Linked DNA regions of Macaca mulatta: region 1 is linked to region 2. Evidence: chromatin contacts called from public Hi-C data. All regions are on one chromosome and are shown on one strand. Each heading gives the region's core, a stretch centred on a gene start, on an enhancer-like site or on the middle of the called end of the contact. The rest is flanking DNA. Distances are from core to core; before and after follow the strand shown. Region 1 holds the start of KIF2C (kinesin family member 2C). Region 2 holds the start of LOC144333799.

Region 1 (2,700 bases), core at 167-2,666, 570 kb after region 2:
GCTGCCTTTAAAAAACAAACAAACAAACAAACAAACAAAACTAAGAGAAATAAATCTCCTGGGCTTCACCTTTAGAATATCCACAGTGAGGTGGGCAGGGGACAGGTTTTTAAATTGAGCTGCATGGGATAAGGATTCACCCCTACTCAAAAGAGAGCCTACAAAAAAAAAGAGAGCGGGAGCCTACAGAAGAGAACACACAAAAGTATGTTTGAGCAGAGGATTCCTTAAAGCCCTTAAATGAACTTTTCCTCAACATAGCATTAAGGATCTGGCCCTCTTGGGGTTTTCCTAACTCACTTCTGGCGGTCATATCTGTCCATTTCCCTAATGACACGGGTATTAGACGTGCCAGAAGTGCGGTAGCTGCTTAAGCAAAAGAGAGAACGACTACAAGCTGCTCAAGAGCAGGGATCTTGTCTGTCCCGTTAACCCTAAGTCCCAGTACCTGACATACTGCAACTGTGCAATATTATTCCAGAGTAGAGGGGCCAGGAGACCGAGGTCCCCGTAAGAGCAGGGCATTTTCCGGGGTGAATTTTGGAAGTGAAGTGAATTTAGAAGCCCCAACTTCCCTGGATCTACCAGCCTTGGAGAAGGTCCGCCCACTCCCGGAGGACAGCGAAAGGGACCCACGTCCAGCGCAGACTCTCACCCCTGTGTAGGGAAGAATGACTGCCAGTGCAGAGACCAGGAGTTAGTGCGTGTGAAAAGGAGGGAGGGAGAGAAAGAGAGTGAGAGCCCATTTGTGTGTCTGGGGAGGGGCAGTAATTTCCGTCGTCTCACCGCTCACGAGTCCCCTTGACCTAGGGACCCCGCTCCTCACCATTACTGCGTTGGATCTTGATGGCGAGACCGGGAAACAGGCGGGCCTGAAGCGACGAGTCCATGGCCATTCGGAGGGTCAGCAAGGAAAAGAAACGCGCAATGCTAGGAAACCTCAATTCCGCTAACCCTAGGAAGTCTTAACGCCGCGTAAACCGCCGCAGTTTAAATCCCGCGCGCAAGCGTCCTTAAAACGTCATCCCGCTGTCCCCGCCCCCGCTTCCGGCGGTCAGCGGCGCCCTGCAGAGCCTTGGGGGATACGCAGTTCCGAACCGTCTTCCGACGCCCGGCACCGCCCATGCGTCTGGCCACACCCCCGAGCGCTGTGCCTCCTGGGAACTTTGGCGCTCCGCGGGGTCTGGGGCTCCCGCTTCCTGGTATTGTGTTTGGTCATCTTGTACAGCCGGGTTCCCGAAAACTGGGAAACTTCGGTATGTATTTCAGAGTGAGGGCTCTGGAATACTACAGACATGGGTTCGAATCCTAGCTTCTTCAGTTGCTAGTTCAATGACCTCGAGCAAATTGGAGACTTGACCGGGCGCGGTGGCTCACTCCTGTAATCCTTGCACTTAGGAAGGCTAGAGGTGGGAGTGATCGCTTGAGATCAGAAGTTCGAGACCAGCAAGGGCAACGTAGCCAAGACCCTGTTCTCTAAGCAAAATAAAACCACAGGTTAGAAACTTGACTTAGTTTTTCTCATTGCACAGTGGAGAAGCATGTTTCGTCATTCAAGGAGTTACGTATAAATTTCCAGGAAGACACGATTCACCAGATATTTATTGAGTGAATGTCTACCACGTGCTAGGCATGGTACTAGGAAATGGAGATAATAGTAGTCAACTAGACACACAGTTCCTGTCCTCTTTTTTTTTAAATTAGAGACAGTGTTCTTGCTGTGTTGCCCAGGCTGGTCTTGAATTCCTGGGCTCAAAGATCCTCCCTCCTTCGCCCCCCAAACTGCTAGGATTACATATGTGAACCACGAATTCCAGCCTCCTGTTCTTGACGATCTGCCTGCCTCAGCCTCCCAAAGTGCTGGGATTACAGGTGTGAACCACTGTGCCTGGCCAGGAAAGGTCTTGTTTGAAGATGGCTGGAAGGCAGTGGGGGAGAGGAACATCAGAAGAAGTTGAAGAGGTGGGCAGGGGCAAAATCATTGAGCATCTTGTGGCCTGTAGTAGTAATTTTGGCTTTTATGCTAATGAGAAGTCATTGAAAGTTTTAAGCAGGGGACTAAGAAGATCTGATTTACATTTTACTTTCTCTTTTTTTTCTTTTGAGACAGAATTTCACTCTTGTTGCCCAGGCTGGAGTGCAGTGGCGTGATCTTGGCTCACGCGACCTCCACTTCCCGGGTTCAAGCAATTCTCCTGCCTCAGCCTCCAAAGTAGCTGGGATTACAGGGATGCGCCACCATGCCTGGCTAATTTGGTATCTTTAGTAGAGATGAGGTTTCACCCTGTTGGTCAAGCTGGTCGTGAACTCCCGACCTCAGGTGATCCACCTGCCTCCGCCTCCCAAAGTGCTGGGATTACAGGTGTGAGCCACCGCGCCCAGCCTACATTTTACTTTTATGTCAGGCAAACTTGCTGTTGTGTGGAGAGTAGAGTTGAAAGGGGCAAGACAGAGTGCAGAGAGCACTTAGTAGGCAAGAGATTATGCTGGCATAGGCCAGGGTGGTGATACTGGATTGGAAGTACAGCTGAGAGAATTGATTCAAGATACCCCATGTTTGGGAAGTGAAGTGAATGGATTTTGCTGATGGATGTGAATGACAGGGGTGGTCATGGATGACTCCTGGTTTCTGGCTAGAGCACCTGGCTGCATGATGGACCATATACTGAAAAGGGAGAGTGGGATTGTGAAGGAATGAGT
Region 2 (2,700 bases), core at 161-2,660:
TGACCAAATTTTGGGAGATCAGGGATTCTCTGGAGGGGGTACTCTCAGACCTCAGTAAATTGTCTTATTGGTTTGGCATAAAGTTAGCTCCTGCTGGTACCAAGCACTGACAGATTTGTCAAAAGTCAGGGGCATCTCCACTCAGAATCCCTCAACGGTTACCAAAATGTGAGCTCTGAAAATTTGAGACAGGTCTCAGTTAACTCAGAAACTTTATTTTGCCAAGGTTGAGGATGCGTGCCTGTGACACAGCCTCAGGGAGTCCCAACGCCATGTGCCCAAGGCGGTCGGGGCACAGTTTGTTTTCATACATTTTAGGGAGACATGAGACATTAATCAACATACGTAAGAGGTACGTTGGTTCCGTCCAGAAAGGCGGGGACAACTCCAACCGGGGAGGGGGCTTCCAGGTTGCAGGTAAGTGAGAGACAAATGGTTGCATTATTTTATTTTCTGATAAGCCTCTCCAAAGGAGGCAATCAGGTATGTGTCTATCTCAGTGAGCAGAGGAGTGACTTTGAATCAAATGGGAGGCAGGTTTGCCCTGAGTAGTTCCCAGCTTGACTTTTCCTTTCAGCTTAGCGATTTGTGGGGCTGAAGATTTCCCACAAGTGAAGGGAAAATATCTCAAACTGCCCCCCCAACCCCGCCCCAAATCACTAAGCTCAAGGGAAAATTCAAGTTGGGAACTGCTCAGGCCACACCTGCCTCCCATTCTATTCAGTCACCCCTCTGCTCATGATGAACAGAATGCTGCTGAACCCTGGGGTCGCTGGGGCCTTAAATGACTTTGATGATGAGAGACTGGGCATGGAGAGCTAGAGGCCCTCATCTCCCTTCCCCAGCGAGTCGGAAGCGACCCCATTACTACTTCTTAGACTGTGCTGAGATTTCTCAGGTTGCGGTGTGCAGCTGGGAGTTGCAGCCTGGCAGGAAGCCCAGGTTTTAGCCTGTGAACCTATGTAGGCCAGGGTGTCTCTGACCTGGCACTCTGTGGAGCCAGGGCAGCCATAGCAGCAAAGGCCATGGGGTCACAAAGAGAGAGACTGCAGAAGGATCAGGAATAACAGGCATAATGGGGCTGCTCTTCCCTAGGCCTGAACACTGGGAAGGCACTGGCAGGGCCCTGGTTTTGATGGTGGATTCCTGGGGCAGGGGCCTTGGTAATAAGGTTCTGAGTGCTGGGGCAGAATGGACTATCTTGACCCTTCATAGTCAGGGTCCCAAGTGAGCAATCCTGGAACCTTCAGGTCTTTGGTACAATGGCTGGGGCTTTCACTCAAGGGCCACAGGTACAGACAGAGGGAGCAGAAACAGGCCCCCCGGCCTTTCACTTCCCACCTGCTCCAGAGGGAGGGAGTAAGGTTTCTGGGCGTAAGTGGGGGCTATCTGAAAGAAAAGGGTGATTTGGCTGGGGCTCGGTGCCCTACAAGAGCCCTGTGCTTGACTTTGATGCAAGGCACAGACTGGGCTCTGAAGAGGGAGGCTGGCGGGCAGACGTCATCATGGATGTTGGGTCTCCCTTCCGGCCGTGGCCCACGTACGACCCCTTTTCCCTTAAAGTCAGGACCACGGGGAACTTTCACAAGATGGGTCCTCGGAGCCTGGCCGCGATTGCCCTCCCAAGGGGTGCTGCTGCGGAGGATAGGCGCGCCAGTCGAGACCAAAGCGAACGGGATGACGCCACTGGAGGGCGCGCGGGGCCGCGGGGCAGGGTGCTGCTGCAGGCTTCAGGCCTCTTCTGCCTTCTACAGCAGCCAGGTCAGCAGAGGCGGAGGCCCGGCTGTGGATGGCCGAGGAGCCGAAGTCGTGAAGCCACGTTCCTCCTACTGCTCTTAACCCAGGCGCGGCGGCTTGCCGAGCAGCTCCCCTCACTCCGAAACCGTAAGCCTCGGCCCTTCCCTCTCTTGCCTATCCCAGCAGGAGCAGGCTGACACCCCAAAAACCCAAGCCCTCTCCTTCCTGGTCCCGCCCCCTCTAGGCTCCCTCCCCTTTTCCTTCCAGAGGCGGCGGCCCCGGAAGCTCCAGCCGTTCTGGACCCGCCCCCTCCAAGCTCCCGCCCCTTTCCCTTCCCGTGGAGGCGGCTCGGAAGCTCCCGCCTTTCTGGACACGCCCCTGCCTCCCCCACAGGACTCCGACTCTCTTCCGGCTTGTGGAGGGCTTGACATTTTACCTGGGGATGGCCCAGAAAAACCTCGCAGAGATGGTGACTTTAAAAAATTCTTTTTCGGCTAGGTACGGTGGCTGACGCCTGTAATCCCAGCGCTTTGGGAGACTGAGGCGGGCGGATCACTTGAGATCACGAGTTCGAGACCCGCCTGGCCAACATGGTCTTTACAAAAATACAAAAATTAGCCGGGCGTGGTGGCGCAGGCCTGTGGTCCCAGCTACTCGGGAGGCTGAGGTGGGAGGATCTCCTGAGCTGGGGGAGGTTAAGGCTGCAGTGAGCTGTGATCGCACTACTGCACTTCAGACGGGGCGACAGGGCAAGACTGCCTTAAAAATAAAAAATTGTTTTGGTAAAATACACATAATATTTACCATATGTACTTTTTTTTTTTTTTTAATGGAGTCTGGCTCTGTTGCCCAGACTGGAGTGCAATGGCACACCACTGGGTTCGAACGATTCTCATGTCTCAGCCACTCAAGTAGCTGGGATTACAGGCGTGCGCCACCACGCTGGGCTAATTTTTGTATTTT

The links. A called contact is a pair of places that touch in the nucleus more often than the background predicts.
Region 1: a contact with region 2 is called in a Hi-C map of fetal cortex germinal zone, with 4 times the contacts expected there. The contact joins the promoter of KIF2C here to the promoter of LOC144333799 in region 2.

Annotation. Positions count from the first base shown.
Region 1 is chr1:195,899,510-195,902,209 of T2T-MMU8v2.0, forward strand. KIF2C (kinesin family member 2C) reads right to left here and starts at 1,417. Exons shown (of 21, transcript XM_015138048.3): 1 at 827-1,417. The coding sequence starts at 896.
Region 2 is chr1:195,325,494-195,328,193 of T2T-MMU8v2.0, forward strand. LOC144333799 reads left to right here and starts at 1,411. Exons shown (of 2, transcript XM_077959778.1): 1 at 1,411-1,884. The coding sequence starts at 1,506.